Regions from separate parts of the Mus musculus genome. Here all the other regions are linked to region 2. A link is a contact called in public ChIA-PET, Hi-C and HiChIP or PLAC-seq data. All regions are on one chromosome and are shown on one strand. The core of a region is the stretch at or near the end of the contact, and the rest is flanking DNA. Distances in the headings are between cores, read along the strand shown.

Region 1 (3,783 bases), core at 953-3,452, 330 kb after region 2:
CCTTTTCTCATATTGAATAAATAAAGTATACCTGGATGACTAAGTTCTAGTCACTAACTGTGCTAACTAGCTGTTACTTAGAGACAGAAGATTTGATCGTGGTTTTTGTCCTCTATAATGAAGCTACTTTGCCTTTGAAATGGACCTTTGGGAAAAAAAATCATCATTTGACTTCTGGGCATAATGTCTCAGTGTTGATTGAATTAAAGGATCTAGCCAGAAAGTCACTTGATTAATCATGTGCTAATCTGTGCTTCTATGCTTAATAGACATAGTTCAAAGGACTAAAGAATCATTTCTACAACAGCAACAAAAACTGACCCAATCAATTCAACCCCAAAGTAATTCACTACAGTGAATTTGATTTCAAAATCGTGGCCTTAAAGAGGGTGTTTCAGTTACTGTGGCAAACATCATGACAAAGACAGTTTATAGAAGAAAGAGTTAATTGGAACTCATAGGGAGTGAGTATTGGGGCTCACAGTTTCAGGAGTTGTCCATAGACATCAGGGTAAAAAGCATGGCAGCAGGCAGGCAAGCAGGCAGGCAGGCATAGTGACTAAGCAGTAGCTGAGAGCTTACATTTTGATCCAAAAGCATGAGGCAGAGAGGGCTAACCGAGATTGACATGGGTTTTTGAAAACTCAAAGTCAGGCTCAGGTAACACACCTCCTCCAACAAAACTACACCCCCTAGTTCTTTCCAAACAGTTCCACCAACTGGAGACCAAGTATTCAAACCTATGATATATGGGAGGCCATTCTCTTTCAAACCAACACAAGGGAGAACATTAATTTGAGGGGTTTCTTAGAACAGTGGTGAGTTTATAATATGGGAAGTTCTAAAAGAAGAAGCAGAGCGAATATTATGGGAGTTTATGCTAAGTACATGTGGTTTACAGAAGGGAGAGATGCTTCCTAATACTCCTGGAGCCTCACCATCATCTTCAGCAGGACTAAACTCTCTCCACTGAGCAATCTCACTACATGCTATGCAAGATAGTGTATGTATAAATTACAGGTAGGAGTGTGATATCCCAGTTAAGATGAGACAATGGTAGACTGTCTTTCTGACATACCCAAAAGTCCCACGCTTGATCCTCAGCACTGCAGGAAAACAAAATCAGGATATAAACACAGATACGGGCAGTGTCACAAAAGTGCAATAGCATGGAGTGTTCGCTCTCCCCCAACCATCTAAAACTCTGTTTATGACTGATTCTGTTTACCGGGCACTTTAAAGATGTACTTAGCTTCAGAGCTGTATTAAAGTTACATCTTCCTACATTATGTCTGACATACCAGTTGTTTTTTAAACTATGAATTTTATATTTATTTAAAATATTGGTAACTTTAATCTTGTTTTTTAAAAGATCATCATTATTATTATTATTAATTATTATTATTATTATTATTATTATTATTATTATTATTATTATTATTGGTGTTCCTAAATGTTATGGCAGTCATATTCATCTGTGGAAAATCTTCTTAGATTTCAGTTTTATATTCATTTTACAAGCATTCAGGCAGCATTTACTAAGTGCCTAGTATTATGCTACATAAAAGTTGATTAGCAGATGATCGTGGCTCAGCTTTGGGATTGGGCACAAAATAGCTGAGGCTATGAAAATATAAACCAATAGTTAAAATGGTAGAAGGCTGGACTTTTCTTGTCACTGTGATAAAATATCTGTCCCAAATCACTCAAGGAAGTAGGGTACATTTGGATCACAGTTTGAGGGTACGTTATGTGTCAGGAGGGACTGACAGTGTGGAGTGAGAGTCTGTAGTCAGCAAGCAGGGAGGAATGGAAGCTGGTACCTTCTCCCTTCCCTCTCTTCTTTATTCTAGAAATCCAGCTGATGGGATGATGCCACCAACACCCAGAATGGTTCTTGTCTCCTTGGAGAAGCCATTCTTGAAACCCTTTCAGAGGCTGGCCTTGAGGTGTCTCCTGGGTAATTCTAAATTAAGTTGAAAATTAAGATTAACCACCATAAGTATTATCAAGTATCTCTAGGAAGGAAATGTTCGGGAAATGTTATCAAGTATCTCAAGGAAGGAAATGTTCGGGGGTTTTCATGACCTGTTTTATACAGCCTCTGTAGTTTTCCCTCGTCACTGCTCCTCAGACCACCGTGGGAAAAGTCAGTGTGGTTCCAGTGTTGCTGGATCTGTGCTATGTCTCAGCCTTCAACTTGCTCAATATGTTTGCAAAATCCCACACTTATTCAGTTCCTCCTTCTAAAGAAACTCCCCTTAGTGCCTGGGAGGTCACTTTTTCTTACTTTACTTCCTGCCTCACTGGGCTTTCTTCATTGGTTTTTTGTTTTACTTTTTAATCTACTTAAGGTCAAATCATCTGAATGCTGCCTTCCTGATCACTCTTCTTCTCAATTCTTTCTCGGACGCCCTATGTCACCTCACAACCATAAGTGCTGATTACAGGTAGTTCTCAAATGTCTGTCTCTGCCTTTGACATCGCCAGTGAACTTCAAGGCATGCTTACCCAACTGTTCAGCATTTCACAGAGAAAAGTCCAAATATCATCTCAAGCTTAACATGATAGAAATAAATAAAATAAAGTTAGACTATTGCTACCCACTCTATTTCTCCCTTAGTCCTCACTACCTTAATTAGTCCGAAGCCCCTCCTTCTAATCCCTTGGCTCTGCCCTTTACTATGTATTTCTTTTATACTCCATTGTTCCACCATGCCTTCAAACGTCATTCAGAAAGTGGTGTCTTAATCCCTCTGCTTTAGAACCCTAGATAGCAGTTGTCACCTTTAGCCAGGTCCTTCCACTTTGACCCTATCCTTCCTACTGCACTACACATAGCTGTCAATGTTCCCATTCACGCACAATGAATATGTTCCATTCTTTCATCTCTACTTTTCAATGCTTCTGATCTTAGGTCCTTTCCATGGCTTTAGCAAATCTTGCTCAACACTACAATTTTCATCTCATCCCACACCCATTTGGAGCCCTCCAACAATGCCAGCATCTTTGCACTGCATCCCACAGGCCAAGGAGGTTCTACCTCAGGTGCTTTGCACTTCCTGTTCTGTCCACCTTGACAACTTCCCGTTATACCCACATCTATTGCAGATTGAACTTGTCCTTGATTTTTATCACTGTCACTGAACCATTTCATCAATGTGACTTTTCTCGTCTACAAAACAGCCCTCCGCCTCCACATGCATCCTGTGTTCATCCTTCTTCACCCAGAATGTGTTTCCATTGTTCTCTTCATTCTGTAGAACCTAAATTCCATAATAATAGAAAGCTTATTTTTCGCTGTTGCATCTTTAGACCCAAGGACAGCATCTGGCACACAATATTCTTTCAGTGACTAATGAGTTTTAATTAATTAAGCAACTTGAGCTTGGAGAAAAAAAAAAAACCCAAGAGCCTACAAGGCAAGGGAAATGAGTATGAAAAGGAACACATTTGCTCCATCTAAAATAGAAGTTAAGTTGGCAAACTACAACCTCGGGCCAAATCAAATGCAGCCCGCTACCTTGTTCTTGTAAATAAAATTTTATTGAAGCCCAACCATGTTCTTTAACTTACATATTGTCCATGAGTGCTTTTGTTCTGTCACAGCAGGGCTGAACAGTGGTGACAGAGAACACATGGCCCCGAGACTCAAATATTTACAATTTGCCTTTTTATAGAAAAGAAGTCTGACAGTCCTTGGTCTACAGGACACGATGGTAAAAAGATGGAAGACCAGATGAAGGCAAGCCGGAGGGAATATCTATGAGCTTAGGTTTAATA
Region 2 (3,730 bases), core at 1,178-3,677:
TATAGTTGTATAATGTATTATATACTATATATTATTATATAGTTATATTGTTTATATTTATGTATGTAATATATTATGTATAATTATATATTATGTAATTATAGATATTATAACTATACATTACAATGGATAATATAAAGATATATAAAGAATACAGTGTATTTACGTTTCTTTAAGATACATGTATAAGATTATCTTTAAACACATATAAATATATTATATATAAAGATATAAATCTTATACATGTATAATAAAGATATATATTACATATAAAGACATATAAAATAAAAAATAAGGGGCTGGAGAGATGGCTCAGTGGTTAAGAGCACTGACTACTCTTCCAGAGGTCCTGAGTTCAATTCCCAGCATCACATGGTGGCTCACAACCATCTGTAGTGGGATCTGATGCCCTCTTCTGGTGTGTCTGAAGACAGATACAATGCACTCACATACAAAAAATAAATAAAACTTAAAAAAACATATCGTATATAATAAATATCTATATTATACATATATATGCATATTTATTATTATAGATTATAGTTTCTAGACCTAGCCAGGACTCCAGTGCTCTAAATGCTCTCAGGAGATCTGTGCTTTTTATATTTTAATGGAAGCAGCAATGAGGATATTTACTGAGGTTGGGGATATTTAAGGAGTGAGGCAGGGAAGGGGGCAGGTGTGGGAGATGCCTGGGGCCCCTCTGGTTGCAGGGCTGCCTATAGCCTGGTGGGGAAAGTGCAGCAGGTTGCTGTCAGTCCAAGGAGGTAGTTATGAGACTGTGGCTTAAGCATAGTGGTGGGGATCAGAAGTGGAGGAGGCTTATGAAACATTTTGGGGACCCCCCCCCCCCGAATAGCTGGAGGTGTTAAAGCTTAGAGCTAAGATCACCGTGGTTTTGCGTTTGTGTTATCCTGGCTAGGACCACTCAGGTGTCACGGCAAATCTAGACTTTCAGAGTTTGCGGTGATGGATACGATTGAGTTTTTGTCTTCATCAAGTCTAAATCTGTTCATTAGTTCTAAGATTTTGCTTGATTTGAAAGGACTGGATTTGGGGCCTCAGAAGATGAAGACATGTAAAATAAATTAAAGACATCAGAGTAGTAACTGTTTTGTTCTGTTTTCTGTTTGTTTGCTTTTCAAGACAGGGTTTGTCTAGGTAGCCCTGGCTGTCCTGGAACTCTATATGTAGACCAGGCTGGTCTCAAACTCAGAGATCCATCTGCCTCTGCCTCCTGAGTACTGGGATTAAAGGTGTGTGCTACTAACACATGGCACTATTAACCTTGACTATGAAATACACTTTAATACTGAAAACACTGAGGTGTAAACTGTTCATAGCTGCACTTTTAGCCTTGAGAAGATAACCTTATAAAAACCACAGAACCTCAACATTGAGGTGTGTAGGTAAATAGACCACAGAAGTTGCTTCCTGTCTAGTTCCTCAATCGCTCTTTGATGTTAAGGTGAACTTAAAGGTTTTGTTACTTGGAGGTCAAGGTGAGGCTGTGCTGTCCTGTAGTGTAGTCATGACCGTAACAGTGATGGGCGCAGACTGATGACCATTGAAGTTACTGCATCCGAAGCTTCGAGTGCCCGAGCTCTAGTTCCCTCTGTAACAGGTTCTTAACCCCATTTTACAGACAAGGAAACCAGGACTCAGGATTTTGTTGTTCCCTATTTTTATTTTCCCCAGGCAGGGTCTTGTGAGTCCATACTGGAGTCTAACTAACTATCTAGCAGAGAATATCCTTGAACAAGAGGGTAGCCTCTTGCTTCCATACCCTGGATGCTGGAACAAAGGGCCAGCATCACCACACAGCTTCCCAGCTCAGAAGGTTTAAATATCCCAAGGCTACAAAGCTACAAGATGATGGAAACATGATTTGAAATACATGATTTGAAATTTGACTGCTGCAAAGCTCACATGTCAAAGGCAGGGGAAGGTGAAATGGTTAAGGCTTAAATCAAGGTAAAACCATGGGCAAAATGTCGAGAGTCCTAGCACGGGACTGCGGTTCAGCATAAGGCTGTGAAGTTCCTTTCTTAGCTCAGTCATAACAACCAGACATGGCAGGCAGAGAGCACTTTGTGTGCACTGCCTTTTGATTCTAACGGCAGCCTAGAGGAGCTACTACAGTGCCCGTTACACAGACAAGGCAACTGAGGCTGTAAAGACAGTTTGGTAAGTTTCAACTAGCGTCTGTTTGGCTCCAAGCGGTGCTCACGAATGTAAATTATCTTTTGACCGACCGACGTGACTTCTGTTTTTCCTGACGAACCACGGTGTCTTTTCAAAAACCGGGTTTCTCTTTCTGTCCCTGTTCCCAAGTCTTTTAGGTTGCCTGTGACCACTTTTGTAGCCCCAGCTTCATTATCCAGGTTCACACCGGAGGATCCACATGGTGGCACTGTAACCTCACACAGTTAAAACATGAGGAAAAAGGAGGAAAAAAAAAAAAACCCACTTGTTTCCACTGCACTAGGCAGGCCAGACTCAAGTCTGACAGACAGTCATGGACAGGCAGACTGGCCTTAATTAGACCGGCTTTAGCATTCTACCCTTTCTGGTTACAGACACACAGAACGCATTCTCCTCCAGCTACACCCAGGAGTGAAGATTCCAGAGACCCCATGCCCAATGGCAGGGTGTTGATCCTAACTAATATCACAACATCTAAGAGCACACCACCAAGACCTCTCCAAAGCCAGGAAATGCATGACTATCCCTTTCAAAATATTTTTTATCTGACTCTCATAAGCCCCTATCTCTTTAGACTTTCTGAAGTGGTGGGCTTTCTGAGAGAACAAAAGGAGGGAAAGACAGACAAATTAGGGAGAAAGGAAAAGGATCAACTCTCTGCATACATGACATTAAGTGCAGTACCCAATATCCCCAGACACACTTCCTTATGCATGGGAAGGCTTACCCAGTTTCTGTCTTGCAGGCTGTAAGATATATTAAAGGTATAAATTCATGATGTATCTTTAGGTGTTTGGTGATGCAAGCTGTTTCTTCAGTACTTTGCTTTCTTTGCTTCCAACTAAGAAAAAAAAAAAGACCAAGATCCTTCCATGTCACAGGAGGGAGGAAGACTTTCCAAGAGGGCAGATCTATAGACAAAGAGAAATCTTGCCAGTCTAGGAATGTAAAAAAAATATGCATAAGGTTGATGGAACAAAAATATTTTTACCCAGATGTAGCTGTCTCTTGTGAGACTATGCCGGGGCCTAGCAAACACAGAAGTGGATGCTCACAGTCAGCTAATGGATGGATCACAGGGCTCCCAATGGAGGAGCTAGAGAAAGTAGCCAAGGAGCTAAAGGGGTCTGCAACCCTATAGGAGGAACAACATTATCAACTAACCAGTACCCCGGAGCTCTTGACTCTAGCTGCATATGTATCAAAAGATGGCCTAGTCGGCCATCACTGGAAAGAGAGGCCCATTGGACAGGCAAACTTTATATGCCCCAGTACAGGGGAACGCCAGGGCCAAAAAGGGGGAGTGGGTGGGTAGGGGGTGGGTGGGTATGGGGGACTTTTGGTATAGCATTGGAAATGTAAATGAGCTAAATACCTAATAAAAAATGGGAAAAATAAATAAATAAATAAATAAACAAATTAATAAATAAAAATATTTTTATTTGTATATTTTTAAGTCTTTTTGAAGTAGATAGCAACCAGAGAGAATCATGCTTTTCAAGATAAGTGGCAAGATTCACACTCA
Region 3 (3,412 bases), core at 703-3,202, 300 kb after region 2:
TGGCTAATAATGCATGTGTAAAGTCCAGAGGGCATCAGGGCTCACTTCATCACTTGTACCTCCTTTTTGAGACAGTGTTTCTCCCTGAACCTGTAGTAGCAATTGGCTGGCCAGGGAGTCCTCAGGATTCTTCTATCGCTACTACTCAGTACAGGGCCGTCTAGGGCAGCCATGCCCTGTTTTTCACATGGGTACTGGGGATCCAAACTTAAGTCCCCATACTTGGGCAACAAATCATTTACCCATTGCCCTCTCCTTGGTTACTGTTCTTTGAGTTAATATTCACTCATTAACTGGCCCATTCATTTTTGCAGCACTGGGAATCAAACGCAGGGCTTCGAGCAGTCTAGGTAATATTGCATATCCTTTGAGAAACACTGCAGCTCCCCAATGCCCAACAAGACTCCCAACCTATGCCTTTCAGTAATGCCAGCACAAGGACTGCTTTAAAGGGCTTAGCAAAAGATAGATGTTAGGCATGGCTGAATGTCACCCCTACTATTTTATGGAAATAGAAGCATGGAGAAGTGTTGCAGGTTTTTCCCTGTCCAATTACATTAGGGCAGCAAGAGGCCTGTGATTGGACATGAAAAAGGGAGGTGGAGCTAAGAGTTGGTATTTTATTGAAATAGAAGCATGGAGAAGTGTTGCAGAATTTTCCCTGTCCAATTACATTAGGGCAGCAGGAGGCCTGTGATTGGACATGAAAAAGGGAGGTGGAGCTAAGAGTTGGAGAGGCAGAGAGCATCTCAGAGGGAGAGAAGTGAGAAGGCCAAGATGGAGGCAGACGTGAACCAGTGTGGCTTTAACCAGCTGCAGGTAGTTATGATACCATAAGGTTAGAATAATTGGGATAGAGCTTTTAATCATTATCAATTGGTTCTGAAATTATTGTATTGGCATCTTGTAAACTGTGAACTTAATGGTACATAAATCTGATTGGCTAGTTATAAGCTTTAAGAGTTTTGATTCTACCAGGTAAATGGATGTTGTGATGGCTGACTGTGGGATAGACAGTCATTGGGTGGAGCTGGCGGCAGCAATCCGCCAAGGGGCTTGGGAACTCGGGCCCAGTGCTGGTACTCTCCCCCCACCCCATCCCCACCCCACCCCCACCCCGCAACAGAGAAGGGGTACAGTTCTCACAAGACTACACAACTGCTGGTGACACTGGAACTTAAAATCAAGTCTACTGACCTCTTTTCCTTCAAACCCTGCCATCCTTGCCCATGTAGATGGCTAAGCCGTGATGGTCAATGGAGTATGCAGTTGTATTGACTGAAGAGTTTCTCTAACTAAGGCTTGGTCCTACAAGCCTGGTGGACAGAAAGATGCTGAAGTATTTTGGATTTAATTCTTTCTAGATCCCTTGGACTATACTTCCAGCCAGCTACAGTTTAAAACAAAGAACTGCAGACTATTGTATTCCATCAGAAATATAATTGGTGGGGCTGGGCTGATAGTCCAATTGATAGAGTGATTGTCCTGTATGCATGAGTCCCTGAGTACAATCTCCAGAGCTTCTAAAACAAGTAGACAAGTTTAGGTGGGTACGGTGATTACAGGTATGGGAAATGGGGAAAGGAGTTAAAAGTCATGCTCAGCTACATAACAAGTTCAAGGCCAGCCTGGGCTAACGAGACTCTGCCTTGAAACAAAATAAGACTTTTTTTTTTTAATTCATACAATTATAGGCATTCATATGAAACGTAGTCTTGTGTTGTTATAGGAATTTATCTATTGGACCATCACAGGCAAAGGTGATTTTATTGTGTAGGGTTGAAGTCATCTATGTGGAAAATAATGTTTTTAAAATTTTCAGAAGAAAAAGTGGTTTCACGGTAGGGAATGTGATAACATCTATAACACATAAATGCTGGACTCTAGACTAACACTTTGGAATACAGTTGTGAAATCCAGGAAGGAAGTGAGTAACAAGGGCCACTTTGAAATTTGTCAAACACATCGAAAGGGAAAGAAAAAAAAAGTACCATGACACCAGACACTAGCAACCACTGGAAAATATCTAACAGTTTCTTTCAATTGTCGGATAAGGGAATTTGGTTCAACAAAGACGGGAAGTGGGATACGAAGACCGACAAGCTTTCCTGCAGCCCCTGGTTTGGTCTTTTAAAGTCATGAGAAAGTGTGCCATAGCAAGGCAGGTTAGAGACTCCAATCATTGACTCAGTTAAACAAAGGTATTCATACAAGCAGGGAAAGTCCTTGTAAAAGGAGAAAGCTGCTTTTGTCAGCCATGGAAGTCTGAAAATGTTTGGGGTGTGTCCTCAAAGACTTCAGTGGCAATCTCTGGTTGGGCTTCTATTTAATCTATTTCCAGCAGAGAACTTGAGCCCTGTTTCCTCTTGGGAGTGTCACATGCCTAGCATTAGTGTTTGGGGCTTCAGAGAATCTCTAATGAACCTTTTATATATACTTTTTTTTTTCTTTTTTGAGAGTACTCAAAAAATTAGGCTGTGACAACTACCCAAAACATAATTTGTTATGCTGCTTAATTATTTAATGCACTGTTTAAAAATTTAAACATGGCCTCTGGTTGGTTGGCTGACGGAGTCCCATTAAGGTACATTTGAAACGCCTTCAAGATTATAATTATCTACTGAGTTCTTCATGGTTCAGATTTATAAATTAGATTGTGTTCTCTAAGAAAATGCCAATTCAAATATGTCAACATTAATGTTTTAAGGTATTTCTTTAAAATATTACTAGATATATAGATCTTTAAAATATTACTAAATGCCTATATCTTTAAACTTTTTTTCTTGAAAAGTAACATGAAAGTGAAATAAGGTCTAATTATCTTATTTATAATATTATTACATTCATATTATCTTTTAATTATATTATTATATACTCGTATACATCCCCTTTCTAATTCAGAAAAAGATGTTACCATAGAAATATTTGTTGACCAGCATCACAGGATCAGATCTTCACAGTAATGGCAAGAATCCAGTCCAACCCTATGTGTGACAGCTGTGTCTACTGAGCATCACAACAGAACCTCACATTGTTTTTTAGGAGGAATGAAAATAAGTAACATATTTCTTTACATGTGTTACAAAATTGGTACTTTCTAGAGGGAATGAAAGGACATTAAATCAAGTGAAATGAGCGAGGCATGGAGGCCAAAGGCCACTTGTTCTCACCGAAATGTAGAAGCGAGAAATGTTGATTCTGTAAGGTAGAAAGTACAATAGTGTGTGTTTATCATGTGTGAAACCCTGGTTAGGAAGAGAAATGGGAGAGAAGAACAAGGAAGGAGAGAGAAAGGGGGAAGGAAGGAAGGAAGGAAGGAAGGAAGGAAGGAAGGGAGGGAGGGAGGGAGGGAGGGAGGGAGGGAGGGAGGGAGGGAGGGAGGCAGAGACAAAGATATTTTCAATGTTATAGA
Region 4 (3,629 bases), core at 786-3,285, 390 kb after region 2:
AAGGATTTGAACTGCAGCTTCAAAGTGTCTGTCCCCTATATTTTGATCAGAAGTTGCACACTTGACCTCTGACCTCCATGTCATCTCTGACTCCAGCTCCCAACTTGGCTTGGACTGTCCCAAACCATCTGCAATCCCCCTGGGGTCTGCAAAAGCTCCCCTACTCACTCCGATCAGCTGTTGCTCTCTTTGTTCTCTCTGTGACCTGGCCCTGACAACTAAAACCTCCCCAGCCCCTAACAATAGTGGGCCTCTCCACAGGGCTGGTGCCATCTTTTGATCGATTGCTAATAAATATTGTTATGAGTGTCCATTTATCAAGATGTTAGCCATGGTGCTGCATTCATTGTTCCGTGTGATGTTGAAGGACCACATGAGAAGGGTGCTATTGATCCCTGTTTTGGGAAATTAAGAAACTGATGTTCAGCCAATGGAAAGTTATTTCAAGTTCACACTGCTCAGAATGACCAGATTTAAGGTCGCCCTGCATTTTCTGTTTACTGAAGAATCTTCACTTATGGCACGGGGACATGCATGTGGACTTGGGAATAAAATGAATTTACTGTGAACAAGGAAAAAAAAAAGTGATTGTTTTAAATTTTAACGTTTAACTATGTCTTTTCCTTAGTACACAGTTCAATTCATGGTCAGACTTTAAATTCCTTTCAGCTCTACTTCTTGTCTAAGCACAGTGGTAATAGCTCTGTATGTGTGTGTGTGTGTGTGTGTGTGTGTGTGTGTGTGTGTGTGTGTGTGTGTGTGTGTGTGTGCGCGCGCGCGCGCACCCGGCAGCCATTAGTTTTTGGAAACAGGGTCACCCACTCTGGAACTCAGAGTAGATGAGGTTGGTTGGCCAGAGAAGCTTCCCCCGCCCCCCAGGAGTGGAGAGAATTTGCTACCTCTGCCTCCTTGGCGGTAGGATAACCTGGAGCCACCACACTCAGCGTTTCTAACATGGGCTCTGGGGATTGAACTGAACCGTAGGCGGTCCTACAATAGCCAGTTCCATGTAGTTTTGAGAGGCTGGAGCAGGTGGAAGGTGGCAGTTCTTCACCTCGTCCCTGACACTCAGTTTAGGACATTAGTGGAAATGTCTGGTATTTACCTGCACAATTTAAACACGCTTTGGAGTTGATGCCCATGAGATTTGGAATGGAAACCACTGAGTGTGCTTTATCCAGAGAGCAGATGGCTCTAAAAGGCACCCTCTAGGGCAGAGCGCTCTGAAAGAGACCCTCTGGGGCAGATTGCTCTGTAAGGCACCCTCTGGGGCAGAGAACCTTGCAAAGCACCCTCTGGGCAGCGGCAAAAGACACTGCAGCAAGTTCTGGTTCCTCCCAACGCAGGCAGCTGGAGAAGCCTATCTCTGACTTCATTTCCCTTCCCTAGTCTCTTATATCTGCTCCCTGGGAATGTGGGGGATCACGTTTCCAAACTGACAACAGGAGTTCAACCGCTCCCTTTGAGATGTTTCAAGACTTTCTTGGGTTTTTATGCTGTAAGACAACACTGCGACTGAAAGCAACTTGGAAAGGAAAGAGTTTATTTCAGCTCACAGCTTACAGTCCGTCATGAAGGGCTAGCCAAACAGGGACTCAAGGCAGGCACCTCGAGGCAGGAACTGACACAGAAGTCATGGAGAAATGCTGCTCACTGGCTTGTTCAACCTGCTTTCTTATACATCCCAGGACTACCTGCCTAGAGTTGGTACCATCCCTAGTGAGCTGGGTCCCCTCACATCAATCATTAATCAAGAAAATGCCCTACAGACTTTCTTGCAGGCAGTTAGAACCCTACTTCTACTTCTAGTTCAGGAATTAGGAAATTTAATTAATTAGTTCAGAGAGAAAGAGCCATAGGAAGAACCCAGGTATGGTGATTCCAAACTCAGTTCTCCTTTTATGAAAGATTAGCTTTTCTGTTTCTTCCTTTAAAACTATTTGAGAGACAGAAACTCCAACCCAAGCAGTTAGCCCAACAGGAAACAACCTGTCAGTGTGAACGACCCATTCTCAGTCTGTGCTTTGTCATCGCGAACGCACAGGCGCATCCTCCTTAAAAATGAAAAAATGCCTTTCATAAGACGGCCGTTTTGTTCTGCCCCATGGTGTGTTCCAGTCGACGCTGTGGCGTTCGCTATTTTTCTTTTAGATCGTCTGGCTTCTGGTTAAGGCTGCGACAATGACCTGAGTCCCTTTGTGTTCTCATGCTGCAATTTATTCTCAGGCTTCTTCCTTCTGTTTTATTATTAAAAATTTTAGCTTCTACTTTTGAAGTGACCCACCACCCATTATAGGAGTTTTAAAATATGGACATCAATATCTTCCCACTGAAAAAAAAAATGTACCCTTACTTCTATAAAAGGTGATAGATTGCAATGATGTGCTAAGTTTACCTTACAGGCAGCTTAAAAACAAAACAAAAGGAAACAACACTAACTTTCCTGATAAATGACATACCTGTTTAGACAGAGAGAAGAAAAGGAAGAGAGACATGTAAATTCCTTTTGTAGCACTGTGAATTCTTTGATCAGCCTTCTTTTCCTTCCCATTTCCTCCATCTCTGGACTTCTAAGCCTCCAAATGCAGGATTAGAATTCTAGGTGATAGAGTGAGCTGATCTCTCAGATGCTGAGGCAGCGGGTTTACCGCTATACTTCAAAGGCAGCAATCCCAAACGGATGCCCGAGGTGATTCATTTTTATTTGGGTAACGGAGAACTCGAGCTGAGCTAAATGACAGATGTAAAAGGACCATGCAGCGACCATGTAAATAAGCAGCTCCCCCTGCCAGACACTGGGACAAAGAACTGTGTCAGCTGACGCTCAAATCTCATTAGACTACCACACAATCCTCTCTGGTACAGGACCAAATAATTCATATAAACATGTAGAGGGGAATAGAAAAACGAAGCACCTAAACAAATCTTCAACGGTTTATTGTTTAGCCACCTCGTCTTCAAAGATAAATGCTAACGAACGATGTCTGATTCACTTGTCTGAGCAACTTGACAACACTAATAACCAGCTCAGCTCATGGGCCCCGGTTGGAGCTGACCTCACTCAGCACAACCAATTGTTCCTAATTGAGTTTTGTGGATGGGGCTCCGGGTTTGGTACTTGCTGCAGATACTGGTTGTGCCCCTCGTTCCCTGCTGGCTTTGTCCATGCTGACTCTCATTTCTTCTAGCAACCGGGCTGCAGGAGTGAAGGAGAATTACCGACCGCCCAGACTAGGAACACGTCTCACCTCTGGGTAGGGTTCTGTTTGCCCTGAGAGACAGAAGTTAAAAATAGCCTCTCTTGTTAAAGATTAGTGTTGGTGCATTTAATCACATCCAGTACACACACACAAACATACACACACACACACACACACACACACACACACACACACACACACACACACCATGGGTAGGGAGACTTGGGCCAAGTATCATTAAAACCTTGTACTTTAAAAAGCTATTATCTCCAAGATGCTTATACAAAACATCAACAAATGTGGGAAACATAACACCCCATATAAACAATAATGCAAATTATAAATTCACACGGTTCTCAGAACAAGAAACATGAATGCTCAGTAAAGATGACCAAGTACATTAGTAACCAGGCTAAAGTTGAATGAATT

The links. A called contact is a pair of places that touch in the nucleus more often than the background predicts. ChIA-PET counts read pairs in DNA pulled down with a chosen protein or histone mark. HiChIP or PLAC-seq counts read pairs in DNA pulled down with a chosen protein or histone mark.
Region 1: an H3K27ac HiChIP or PLAC-seq map of bone marrow-derived dendritic cells shows a contact between it and region 2, with 4 times the contacts expected there. The contact joins two enhancer-like sites. A contact is called at or near these places in 1 of 15 datasets of contacts at CTCF or cohesin (the NIH/3T3 cell line), 6 of 484 Hi-C or Micro-C datasets (CD4 T cells, the N1E-115 cell line, bone marrow-derived dendritic cells and 3 more), 2 of 115 datasets of contacts at active chromatin or transcription factors (bone marrow-derived dendritic cells and regulatory T cell precursor) and 1 of 9 other capture datasets (bone marrow-derived macrophages).
Region 3: a Hi-C map of bone marrow-derived macrophages shows a contact between it and region 2, with 22 read pairs. The contact joins two enhancer-like sites. A contact is called at or near these places in 3 of 484 Hi-C or Micro-C datasets (bone marrow-derived macrophages, liver and myeloid progenitors).
Region 4: a contact with region 2 is called in an RNA polymerase II ChIA-PET map of memory CD8 T cells, with 41 read pairs. The contact joins two enhancer-like sites. A contact is called at or near these places in 1 of 15 datasets of contacts at CTCF or cohesin (the NIH/3T3 cell line) and 1 of 115 datasets of contacts at active chromatin or transcription factors (memory CD8 T cells).

Annotation. Positions count from the first base shown.
Region 1 is chr10:96,463,954-96,467,736 of GRCm38.p6, forward strand. No RefSeq gene overlaps it. Among named protein-coding and RNA genes, the nearest start is that of Gm33843, 130 kb to the right of the region's middle. Within about 2 kb of position 2,203, at least 53 of the 459 cell types and tissues checked have an H3K27ac peak or open chromatin away from gene starts, as enhancers often do. A contact at or near this core is called in bone marrow-derived dendritic cells and bone marrow-derived macrophages, where this site is marked.
Region 2 is chr10:96,129,899-96,133,628 of GRCm38.p6, forward strand. No RefSeq gene overlaps it. Among named protein-coding and RNA genes, the nearest start is that of Gm40746, 49 kb to the right of the region's middle. Within about 2 kb of position 2,428, at least 52 of the 459 cell types and tissues checked have an H3K27ac peak or open chromatin away from gene starts, as enhancers often do. A contact at or near this core is called in bone marrow-derived dendritic cells, bone marrow-derived macrophages and memory CD8 T cells, where this site is marked.
Region 3 is chr10:96,433,364-96,436,775 of GRCm38.p6, forward strand. No RefSeq gene overlaps it. Among named protein-coding and RNA genes, the nearest start is that of Gm33782, 130 kb to the left of the region's middle. Within about 2 kb of position 1,953, at least 22 of the 459 cell types and tissues checked have an H3K27ac peak or open chromatin away from gene starts, as enhancers often do. A contact at or near this core is called in bone marrow-derived macrophages, where this site is marked.
Region 4 is chr10:96,521,401-96,525,029 of GRCm38.p6, forward strand. Gm33843 (a long non-coding RNA gene) reads right to left here. Exons shown (of 4, transcript XR_380712.2): 4 at 3,024-3,271. Among named protein-coding and RNA genes, the nearest start is that of Gm33843, 76 kb to the right of the region's middle. Within about 2 kb of position 2,036, at least 23 of the 459 cell types and tissues checked have an H3K27ac peak or open chromatin away from gene starts, as enhancers often do. A contact at or near this core is called in memory CD8 T cells, where this site is marked.